2 separate regions of the Arabidopsis thaliana genome follow, and region 1 is linked to region 2. Evidence: chromatin contacts called from public capture Hi-C data. All regions are on one chromosome and are shown on one strand. The core of a region is the stretch at or near the end of the contact, and the rest is flanking DNA. Distances in the headings are between cores, read along the strand shown. Region 1 holds the start of IPT1 (isopentenyltransferase 1). Region 2 holds the start of AT1G68260 (Thioesterase superfamily protein).

Region 1 (6,003 bases), core at 874-3,373, 83 kb after region 2:
AGGTAAGTATGGTGCTACCATTTTTTAATATATATAAACAACATGTTATAGAATACCAACAAAACATGTTTACTTAATTATTGTACTTTCTACTTGTTACTCATTTTAATTATGAATTGATTTCTCTTCGTACATATGATCCACTAAAAACTGTTTTTTCATTTCCTTTACGACTTTAATTTGTTGTCATTTTGTCCAAAAAAAACATTATACGAAAATTCGAAATGTAACGCATAGAGCAGGATATTGAGGTTTCAAACCTCGACTTCCGTTTCCAACTTAAAGAAGACAAAAATAATAATTACATTTTACAATAAGAAAGAAAAAAAATACAAAAAAGGTTTTATTTGTTCTGACGCTAAATGCAAAAACTCTCTCTCCATGCCGTTGCTTTCTTCTCTATACACAACATTTCTGCAGACTACAACAAACAAACAAACAAACAACAAGCTCCTAATTTTCCTAAAGATCAAAAACTTTAAATCAAACACTTTTGAAAAAATGGTACACATTACATAAAAAACAAGAAACTAATAAAGAAAAAACAATAAACTAAAGTACTTTTTCTAACATTTTTGAAAAAATTTCCCATCGATTTAGGTTTTTAAGAACCAAAAATGTCTGATCATATGTATTCTATGTTACTCAAAAACAAAACCCAACAACAAAAAAATGTCTCTTTTTTCCAATTATTATTTCAAAAATAGTTCCCAAAAATGAGCTGTAAAATAGCTGGAAAAAACAAAAAAAAAAACTAATTTTGCACCAAATGCCGCTTCACAATCTTTACGCTTGGCTCCAACACTTGCTCTTCCCAATTCTCTCTCCACTTCTTCTCCGACGAACTCTTCATCATCACTGCTTTAAACGACGCCGTTGCATCAACTCTTTCTATTTCCCAACCAGCGTCTTTTAGCATCTCAATCTTCTTCACTTGTCTCTTCGCTAACGTCCACGTGTTCCTTTTGATATCATCAACCGCCTTATCGTACGCCGCTTTTCTTAAAGCGTCCCACTTTATCATCTTCTTCTCCGGTGGATACTCTTTGAAGTAACCGTCAAACTCCGGTACACCTATAGCTTTCCTAATCCCAAACCGGGTTTCTAAACCGGATTTAACCGGGTCGTAGAATCTAGACAGCTCTTCGAACATACCTGAATCCATCATTTCGTCGACTCTTCTGAGAAGATACTCGTAGAGAACAGTCTCCGATACATCGACCCAGATGAAACAACACTCGTAACGCAAATCGGAGCTGATTAAACACGACCCGGATGAAAAAGGATCGAACTTTGGGTCGAATCGTTGAGCTAAGAGTGCGTGGACGAAAGAGTTAGATCCACCGGCGATAATCGGAACCTTTTGACGAGAAGTTATCTCTTTGACGACGTTTGAAGCGGCGGAGCGAAACTCTCCGGCGGTTAGTTCGCCGTGTTCGGGGTTGATGACGCCGAGGAGATGGTGAGGAACGCCGCGACGGTCTTGTAACGTAATCTGATTCGTTGTGATCTCTAATCCTTCGTAGACTTGGATTTTATCGGAGTTTATGATCTCTGAAGGGAAACGAGTAGCGAGATCGACGGAAAGTCTTGATTTTCCGGCGCCGGTTGCTCCTAAAATGACGACGACTTTGTCTTTCCGATTCCGTGACCGTGACTGTTCCATGCGTATGGATGATACTAAAGGTTGGTGTTTTCGTCTTCGTTTGGTGAAAGAGAGAAGAGAAGAAGAAGAAGAAGAATGTGACGAGAACGACGGTGATGTTGTCGTCGTCGTCGTGAAGCGATCGGAGATTATTGGGAGGAGGTGGAAGTTGAGTTCTGTCATTAGCTAACAACAACAACACGGAAAGAGACAAAAGTTTCGTACGGTTCTTTTTGTTGTTGTGTTTTGAAACGATGCACCACACTATACAATCTCTCTTTTTGTCTTTCTCAAGCTTCACTTCAATGGAGGTGGTGGCTGACCTCAAATGCGTCACTATCTTTTGGGTTTGGAGAGGGTTTTAGAGAGGAAATGAATCATGAAATTGAGCTTACAAAATTGTTAAAATAACATAGTTGCATGATTAAACCAGAGAGAGTTTTTGTCTCTGATTTTTTTAGTTTTTTAAAGAGCATTTGTTATACCTATAGACGTGAAACCTAGATATTAACAAAGAAGAAACGATGACAAAAAAAAAAACACATCACTCTTTTTTTTTCAGGTATATATATACAACTTTTTAGTACTAAGATTAATTTGTTTTTTACTGATATTTTTTAAAAGGAAATAAAAAAGTTGTGTTTGAAAGTATTTTGTTTTGTTTTGGGGATTCAATGTGTGTTTTCATCATTATTGATTTAACACACAAATGTGTTTTATCATTTAAAATAGGAAGAAGGACAAAGTGAAGAAGCTATATTTACTGATAAAAATAGATAGGTCATCCAAATGGCAAAAAAAGGAATATAGCTTTGGGTTTTTAAAAATGCAGATGAAATGTTAATGCCACGTGGGAAGTATAAGGAGAATGGGGAGGAAAACAAGTGAAGGGTGTGGCAAAAGAGACGCGTGGGAGAAGGATTTATTGGCTATAGCGATTTAGCGAGAATTACAACATCACATGCCTTTCTTAACAAACTCTTAATTGTGTTTCCACTTTGTTTAAACTCTACACGCACCTTAATCTTCATATATTAACTTGGAGGCAATGAAACCATTTTCTTCTAATATATTGTTTCTCTAATTAGACCGAATGTGGATGCGAGATCCGAAACTGAAGGGTAACTAATCGGGTTTATGATGAAACATCGATCTACCGGAGTAAAAAAAATTGAAGAAACCACACGAAAAACGAGTTTAGCAAGTGGATTTTAGGTAAGAGAAATGATTTAGTTACAAATAGTAACGAACATAAAAAAGATTTATAGATCATAAAGTTCTTTGAACATATTGCATTTTTGTGATGATCGTTTGAATCATTTTTGGTTACGCAAAATGATGGACCTTTGTAACGCCAAACCCGATTGTGGGTTTTCTTGGTGTCCGTCTCCCAATTGAGATTCTTACTATCCCTCACTTTGGTAATATTAGACCTTTATCCAGACCGAATGCATGAGTGAGATCCGACACCAACACCATATATCAAGTTCTTATGTTTTTTTACGAGTTAAAAACATGTCATATGAGCTAAATCTAACTTGTGCTTGGTCCTTCAAATATGAAATCAAAATTAAATTCACATTTGCATTCCATGGATCCCTCATCGTCTTATTTGATAAGTTTCTTATGTATATACATGATAATAGAAACTCGGTTTGGTATAGCAAAATCGTGGATTGATTGCACAATTAATCGAATATACAATATTTGTGAAGTTATACTAAACTGTGCAATCAATCTACGATGTCATACAAAAAAACATGTAGATATAGAACAACCTCACAACTATTTATCCGGATTATGAAAAAACTCGAAACTGATTTAGTATAAATACTAATGAACATAGAAAAAAATAACTGAATTTACTATATAAAGAATTGTATATGGACTTTTACCACAATACCTTATGCAAACAGATACTTCATATACTGCATGTTGTTGTATTCCTCATACGTACTACACATTTTTTCTTACCATGTTTTTAGTGTCCTCGGACCAAATCAAACGATATAAATTAGTCCATTTCGAACATTTTATTTTTCTCCATATATAATTACGTACGTACCACATATTTCAAAGGCATCTTTCTGCGAAATTCGTTATTAAGTTTATTCTATGCAACAAGACATACATAACCGATGGGAATAATCTATACGTGCTTACGTTGAAGCAAGATGGTTCCTTTTGTTCTGTCGTAGGCTTATGATGTTGATGTATTTTATCATGTAGCTAGCTACTCCTTGTGGATTAATGATTAAATATAAAAAAGCATTGGAGTATTTTAATTATAAACTGTATACCAATGTTTTTGCAAAGTCAATGGCTTCTCTAATTCAATACGAGAACTATAATATTTGTTATAGCTAATCAGGTTTTCTTATCCATATATTTAACTAACAAAAAAATTCTCTTTCACCCACATTATCATCAATTATTATAAGATACAAACCGACACTAAATACAACTAGACTAAGATTCAAAATGTTTGTAGTTTATAGATGATACGAAATAATGGTCCAAACTGGTCTTCCGCTCTTCTTTATGTAACCGATTCAAATGGATACATAATTTTACATATATACAAGTGGATTTAGCAATTGAAAATCAGTCACTGAGTCCTAACAAGAAAGAATGTCACATTCTATAGAATAGAAAATGATACTTCGTATTTAGTTAATATGTATAAAATGCGAAGTCTATATCTATGAGATATATATGAGACTAATTGATATATGAGATTAGTCTATGGTTGAATATTGTCATAATTAAGGTTAAATGTACGTACACATGAGTGTCTAAATCCACACGGGCATATATTGATGATCGTATTTTTGAATTATTAATTGAAGGCACCGGGAGAGTTTGAAAAAAACAACTATGAGAAGAAAATGGATTTGAAGGACATAAGTACTATATATGCACGTATACAAATCTTTTCAAATGTTAGATTCAATTATAATGTAAATGATATTAAAATACTGATGAGAATATCAGTTTGAAACTCTTCTATACGTCTATACCGTTGGATGAATAGCTTGTTATTATAATTCTTTCTTGATTATGTAGTATATATACTACATAATATTTAAATTGTAATATTCGAAAGTTCAACCTGAAATCATGATATGAGATATTTAATATAGTTCAAAGGAAAATCTTGTTATTTTCAAATTATATCCTTCATTAGGAAGAAGAAAGTCGTATATATGGTGAGAAATATAATCATCAGAAAGGACCCCTATAATTAGAAAAGTTGAGAAATAATTTCAAATAAAATGACAAAGAAAAATGTAGACAAAGCCTCCACTTGGCTTCAGAACAACTCAACGGTGCATTCATCATCCGGAGTTGTATTGTATCTGTATCTAATTAATGTTAACCTGTTGCTCTAATCATGATTAAGTGCGTAGGTCTTGTCTCTTATGGAAAATAGGTTATTTAGTCCTTCTAACTTCATTTTAGTATAATTATAAGATAATAATAGTTAAAAATGTTAAACACTATACGTCCAAAATTAAAGTGTAGCGCTAGAACTGAACGAACTTATAGAATAATCATTGCATATATTAAAATAGTCAGCCATATGATAAATCAAATTATGAAAACAGATTATTATATAGCTGACTTTATTTTCCAAGTCAAAAGAGGGGAAAAAAAGGTGACTTTTATTTCGACTAAGGTTTGTTATCGATTTCATAGTCAACGACTTGAACATCCGATCCATTTAATGTAGAAAATTAAAAACTGGACTAAGCTGGTACAACTGGTCTAAATAAGTACTAGTCAAAGATCGAATAATGACATTTACGATCTACATATGCTTAAATTTTGTTTGAACTCTGAAATGAGATTGATATATCGCCCTTAAGCCAAAAAAACAAAAACTATGATATGATATAACAAAAAAAAAACATCAAATATATTTGAAAAATTCTTTAGTTTTGTACAAATATTAAGTTAAAATTCTTTACATATAAATTGAAGTTTCTTAAATTTTGTTTAGTTTAGTCTTTTATAAAACTATATTTTTTTTGGGACCAAAATTATCTTTCTAGACATCTAGTGAAAGGCTTATAGTGATTCAGACTTTCGTAGTTCGCATTCTACTACTAGAATTTGCTCTTCATCTCCAGCAGCAAATCCGGGAAGAACAATCAAAATCGTCATCGCTTCATCTAACTCCTATATCTTCAACGTTTTGGTTGAATGGAACTGAATTCTAGTTATGCATTATGCTTCCATGTTTGAGGTTTTTTTTCATGGAATCATATATTTAAGTATATAATCATCGATAAATCACCTAAACCGTTTTTATTTTATGAAATATTTACATTTTTAGAAAAAATTATTTTCATGAT
Region 2 (6,038 bases), core at 1,199-3,698:
GCTAAAGACTAGAACTGAAATCCGTTAAAAGCAAACTTTGAAACTATTATTGATAGTTGAGGAGCATATTATTGAAAAATATATATATATATAATGTCAAATGTTTATATGGTATTATCATTATATAAAAGATTTAGAATTTATCACTTCATCCAAATATTTGTTTTATTTTATGGAAATATAGTCAATGAGTACTAATAATAGTTTGATAACATCTTAAACAAATTTTAAGAATTTCAAGTCCATGAGAATCATTCAAATACAGTTGATAATGATCATTTTATCAAAAACTCCACAATGCTTCATGAAAAGAATTATAATGTAAAATATATTTATCAATTGATTATGTAGTCATCAATTTTAAATATATAAAAAGAAAAAAAAAATCATACTTCATCAACTATAAAAAGGAAATTCAAATCCAAAATATATATAAAATAGATAGTTATGATATCAAGCGATCATTAATCATCATAATTATTTTAATCTAATGTTTTACTTTAAATTTTTAATTGAAAGATTTCACTAACTCTTGATAAAATAGTATAAACATGGATCCTTGAATGATTTTACTAGTTGGCTTATAACGGCGTGAGAAATTCAATGTTGCATTTGCATTTGATCCGAATATACATAATTTATATTTATAATATATATGGGCTAATGACAGGCTTATTAAGTAGATTCAATTGGGCTGATGAGGTGAATCAAACGGCGTCGTCTTGGCGTAGGAAGTGAACAAATTTAGAACGTATAGAAGATGGGATGCGAACAGGACGGTACTTGTTGTCGAGCCACACAGCTATTCCTTTTGCCTCCAATATAGGCTGTTTTATATATATCAATCAAAAGCATTCGAAATTAGTTAGTAATTCACAAGTTAGAAACTTATCAACGAAAACACGAAGGCTTAGTGAGAATATTAACCTCTTGATTTGGAAGTTTAAAGATGAAATGATCGAAGTAAATACGCGCAGCAGATGTCCCCGATATCCTCGCTTTCACCACGAATTTGTCTCCGCTCTGTTCAAAGAGATGAAATGAATATATGGCATAATGTGAGGACAGGAACTAAGTTGAGGAAGAAGAGGGACGTTATTATTACACGTAAAGGTGAAAGGAACTTCATTGTCAACTCTGAAATTGCTAAGGCTTCCCCAGAACGTGCTACTTCGTCGCAGTTGATACCGATACTCTCTAGAAACTCATGTCGACCTTTAGTAGAAATATATTAACAAGCAACAGAATGAGATATATCTTATAAGTAACACACACTGAGCCATACCACAAAGCCATCCACTTCCCAATATATGGCTGAAGATGAATGCAAAAAGCAAGACTCTAAACTTAACGAACAAGATCTTAACACATTTCATTCTTCCAGTCACATTCAGAAAATGTATGAAAAGGTTTCCAACTAGAGTCAGAAAAGGAGTAGCTGACTATTGATCATGCAGTCCAGGTTCTGTCAAAGAATACGATCTGATGAAACTACTCTTTCACGATAGAAATTGACACAATCTGAAGCAGCAACATAGCAACCGAATTACTAGCAACATCACCTCAAGTTCTAGTCAGCCACATTCAAAAAATTGTCCAATTAGACTCAGAAAAGGAGTAACTATTGATCAAGCATTCCAGATTCTGTCAAGAACACGATCTGAAACTTCCTCTTTAACAATAGAAAAGTACACAATCTGAAGCAGCAACATCACAAACTAACTGAATTACTAGCAAGACTCTAAACTTACTAGCAAAATCTTGTCACATTTAATCCAAAGCCCTAAATTCTACTCAACCACATTCACAAAAAAAGTCCCTGTCAAACTAAGTAAAGAAGTAACTTTGATCATGCAGAGTTCAGATTTTATCAACTAAATTCACAAATGTATGAACACTTTCAACAATCAGAAGCAGCAACATTGAAAACTAACCGTGTTGACAGTAGTTTGCGTAAACAGCATTGTTCACAACACCAAACTGATCCAATTCATAATCACGAACTTTGAGTTCAACCTCATGGAACTCACTCATTCTGTACAATAGCGAAGATTTTCAATCAGAATCATTAGATCACTGAATCAGATATAGAATCTCGACAACACTGAATCCGAAAACTCAATTTCACAACGACGGAATCCGATTTCGTTAGAGATGCAAAATATGAAAGTAGAGAGATGTGTATACCCTTTGCCTCCTTTGAGATCGAAGAATGCTAGAGGCTTGAAGGTTTTTACGCTCCGGAGAGGAATACTAAGTGGTCGTCTCCATGAATTGAGAAACACTACCGCAGGCATAGCCGGAGTCGCCGTGCCGGTAACCTGAAGAAACATTTCTGGGTTTTCGAGAGAAACGATGAACTTTTTTGAAATCACGGTTTATTTTGAAATGCTAAACCAATCAACTTGGTTAACTATACGATACCAATATTTTGGACCGGTTTAATGCGTGTATACGTTTTAAATCTTATTTGATGTTGAAAAGTAACTTATTTGATGTTAACAAGTAACTAAACTGATGTGATATTTGATATTAAAAAATAATTGATGTCAATCTCAATAGACTAACATAAGTATGTTGGTTATATTCTTTAAGGCTGCTGAAAATAATTTAATTCCTCAGTGTTCTAACTATTGGTTAGATTGTTTTGCTAGGATTATGAATTTTGTTAGTTCACATGTAGTCTCATACCCTGAATTTGATAACCAAACAATATTTTTAGTATAAACGTATCGTTAATGAAAAGATGGTAACAAGTTAAAAAAATTGAATAACATATTTGATTACTTCGTTCAATGTTTGAGTGTCCAAAGGAGAAAGACAGTTTTATTATTACATAATAGTTAATAGACAACCATGCATAATTATATTTTGGCATAAACTCAAAGTCGAGAAGTAAAGTGATCAACCAAAGTTTAATCTTCACGATATAACATTGGCCTCATCCTCAGCAACCAAACCTTTAGTGATGGCTCTTAGGTTAGGCTTAAGGATCTTTCCATTTCCATTTTTGGGCAGTTCTTCCAAAAATACCACCTTTCTCGGACACATAAAATGTGGCAGATTCTCACGGCAATAGTCAATCAATTCTTTCTCTCTGGCCACAAATTTATATTCATCATCTTCTTTATTAGTCTCGCCCTTTTGTAACACAATGAATGCACACGGGGTTTCACCCCACACACGGTGAGGCATGGCCACGACGGCAACCTCAAACACTCTTGGGTGCTTGTAAAGAATATTCTCGACTTCAACACTGCTGATATTTTCGCCACCCGATATTATTATATCTTTGGACCGATCTTTGATCTCGATGTGTCCATCAGGATGGATTACACCTACGTCTCCAGTGTTGAGCCATCCGTGTTTAAACGCTTCAAATGTAGCTTTGGAATTCTTTAGATACCCTTTCATTATGTTGTTTCCTTTCATGACAATTTCTCCCATTGTCTTCCCATCGTGTGGGACACTCTCTTGAGTTTCGTTGTACTTCACATCAACTTCAGCTACGCTTAATATGCCTAGCCCTTGCCTTGCTTTCAGCTCCATTTGTTGATTCTCTGTTAATCTGTTTCAATTGAGTAATAGTTTTTGTCATATCAATCTTAATAATATTGTAAATGTTGTAAGTGAAAAAAAAATCATCACTATTAATTTGTTTTGAGAAAAAATATCCATTTCAATAAGTTCAATTACTTTTTGGTAAATGTTAACGAAATGTGAAATATAATACTGTATATATAAGTATAAACCTGTTCCACTCGTCTTGCCACTCACAAAAGAGAGCTGGACCAGTGGCCTCCGTCAGGCCATAGACATGCAGAACTTGAAACCCTAACCGCTGAACTTTCTTGACAAGAGCAGCGGGGAGAGGTGAACCTCCGGTCATCAGATGGACCGGTCCAGACCTATGTGACATGTCAAGCGGATTTCCTTGTAGGAGAATGTTGAAGACCGTAGGAACACAACACATATGTGTCACACTATGCATTTCTATGTTCTCATAGATCTCCGGGGCACTCACGTGGCTCATACACACATTGGTGCCCCCGCGCGCTGCTGTTGCCCATGTAAACGTCCATCCATTGCAATGAAACATAGGCAAAAATCCAAAGGTAGACAGGGCAGGTACTCATTTCCCAACCAATAATTACACCTAACGAGGTCAAATATGCTCCTCGATGGCTAATCACCACACCTTTTGGGTCAGCCGTGGTACCTGACGTGTAGTTTAGGGAGATGGGATCTTGCTCATTTTGTATACGGAACATATTTTCAACCAACGGAGACGTAGGCTCTCCCATCTGAATGAGACTCTCGTAGTCTAACTCCTCGGATGAAACCCTTTTAGCGGAATTGTACTCGTCAATAAATATGACCAGCAAGTTTAGTTGTAAGTCGTCACATGATAGTAGATGGAGGATTTCTCGAGCCAAGGGCTCAAAGTTTCGGTGTATGAATAATATCTTGGGCTGGGCGTGGCGGAGAATTGTGGTAATAGATGTTGCGTCCAAACGAGTATTGATAGGGTTAAGGACAGCTCCAGCCATGGGAACGGCAAAGTGCATCTCATAAATGGCTGGTGTGTTTGGGGCCACAACGGATACCTAAAAACACATTTATAATCACAAGCCTCATATTTTATATATATGAATGTATGTTTGTCTAATTATACACGTTAGTTACGCTCACACACTATAGACCAAACGGATATATTAAGAAAATATAAATCTGTTTAGCAAAACATTTGGGGTAACGATAGAGAGAGAGATAGAGAGTGTGACATACCACATCGTTCTTGGCGATGTTAAGAGAGATGAGAGAAGCGGCTAGACGACAACAACGGTCATAGGTTTGTGGCCAAGTGAAACGAGTTTGTCCGTAAATTATTGATGTTCGATTGGGATAACACTCTGAAGCTCTCTTCAAGAAAGTTATGGGCGTTAGAGGAACGTTGTTTGCTTCACATAACTCCATGTTATCCATCTTTTTCTTCTTCTTAATTTGTGTGTAATGAATGTTTGTGTGAGTGAAGAGGGATATGCAAACAATTACTATATCTAGAAAAATTATGAGCAATGTACCAACTAGTCGTTTTTGATCGGGTACGTTCGGTTCAGTCCAAAATTTCGAAAATGAAATGCTCGAATTTTACTTTTCAATTCAATTCAGTGACTTTTTCCTAAACGTTTTATCCAAACTAAACCAAATTGGCAAAACTTTAGTTCAGTTCGGTTCGAGCAATTTACTTCAGTATCTCCACATATTGAAACAATGTTTCAATGTTCTAATATATAGTTTAGAAGGAAAAAAATGTTCTAATATATATTTTCTAAATTTAAAGTCGTGTTAGCTTGAAAAGAGATTTTTTCTACAATACGTTCGTGTTATCGTGTATGAATGGTATCTAAGAAAAAGTTGTATCATGTCGACATTAAATGCATGATGAAGTCGAAGTAGGCTAATCAATGAACAACCCTTACGACAATGAAGCAAGTGGAGGTTTTCAATCGGAGAGCTAACTGGCTGTATGTATCATCATCATTAATCTCGTGTATGTGTCATTACTAAACATGGACCATAGTTTATATGCTAGCTCACTTTTCTTTCATGTAAAATTTTAATCCAACACGGACTAACCTACCAGGTCAGTGAGTCATCTTTTATCGGATTTTCCGAATTTTTATAAATTCACCGAGTTAATTATTAAAGAATTTTAGCAATGGACCCGAATCGAATAAGTGATCGGGTCACCAACTTTACCGGTTCGACCGCGGGTTCAGGTAGAGTTTGAAAACATTGGTTTCAACAGAATTCGAATTGGATGATATATATCCGTGAGCCACGTTTTAATTATGCTACTCACCGACATGCTTGAGCAAAATAGTAGTATTTGTATCATAGTCAATAAATGGAAAACAAATAAATTTGTTTGTCTTGTCAATTCTAATCGTCTTATATAACTTTTGCTTTTGCATTTTTTTTGTTCATGGTTTTAAGTCCTTGTTAATCATTTTTTTTTGGTGTGTTTTGGGTAT

What was found. Capture Hi-C pulls out chosen DNA fragments and counts their contacts.
Region 1: a capture Hi-C map of root shows a contact between it and region 2, with 4 times the contacts expected there. A contact is called at or near these places in 1 of 26 Hi-C or Micro-C datasets (callus) and 2 of 3 other capture datasets (root and shoot).

Annotation. Positions count from the first base shown.
Region 1 is chr1:25,668,222-25,674,224 of TAIR10.1, forward strand. It overlaps IPT1 (isopentenyltransferase 1), which reads right to left and starts at 2,124. Exons shown (of 1, transcript NM_105517.2): 1 at 389-2,124. The coding sequence starts at 1,828. The coding sequence ends at 755.
Region 2 is chr1:25,585,269-25,591,306 of TAIR10.1, forward strand. AT1G68260 (Thioesterase superfamily protein) reads right to left here and starts at 2,449. Exons shown (of 5, transcript NM_105497.5): 1 at 2,188-2,449; 2 at 1,935-2,035; 3 at 1,106-1,215; 4 at 928-1,023; 5 at 506-827. The coding sequence starts at 2,333. The coding sequence ends at 708. AT1G68270 (AMP-dependent synthetase and ligase family protein) reads right to left here and starts at 4,986. Exons shown (of 4, transcript NM_105498.1): 1 at 4,789-4,986; 2 at 4,025-4,607; 3 at 3,753-3,933; 4 at 2,923-3,568. The coding sequence starts at 4,986. The coding sequence ends at 2,923.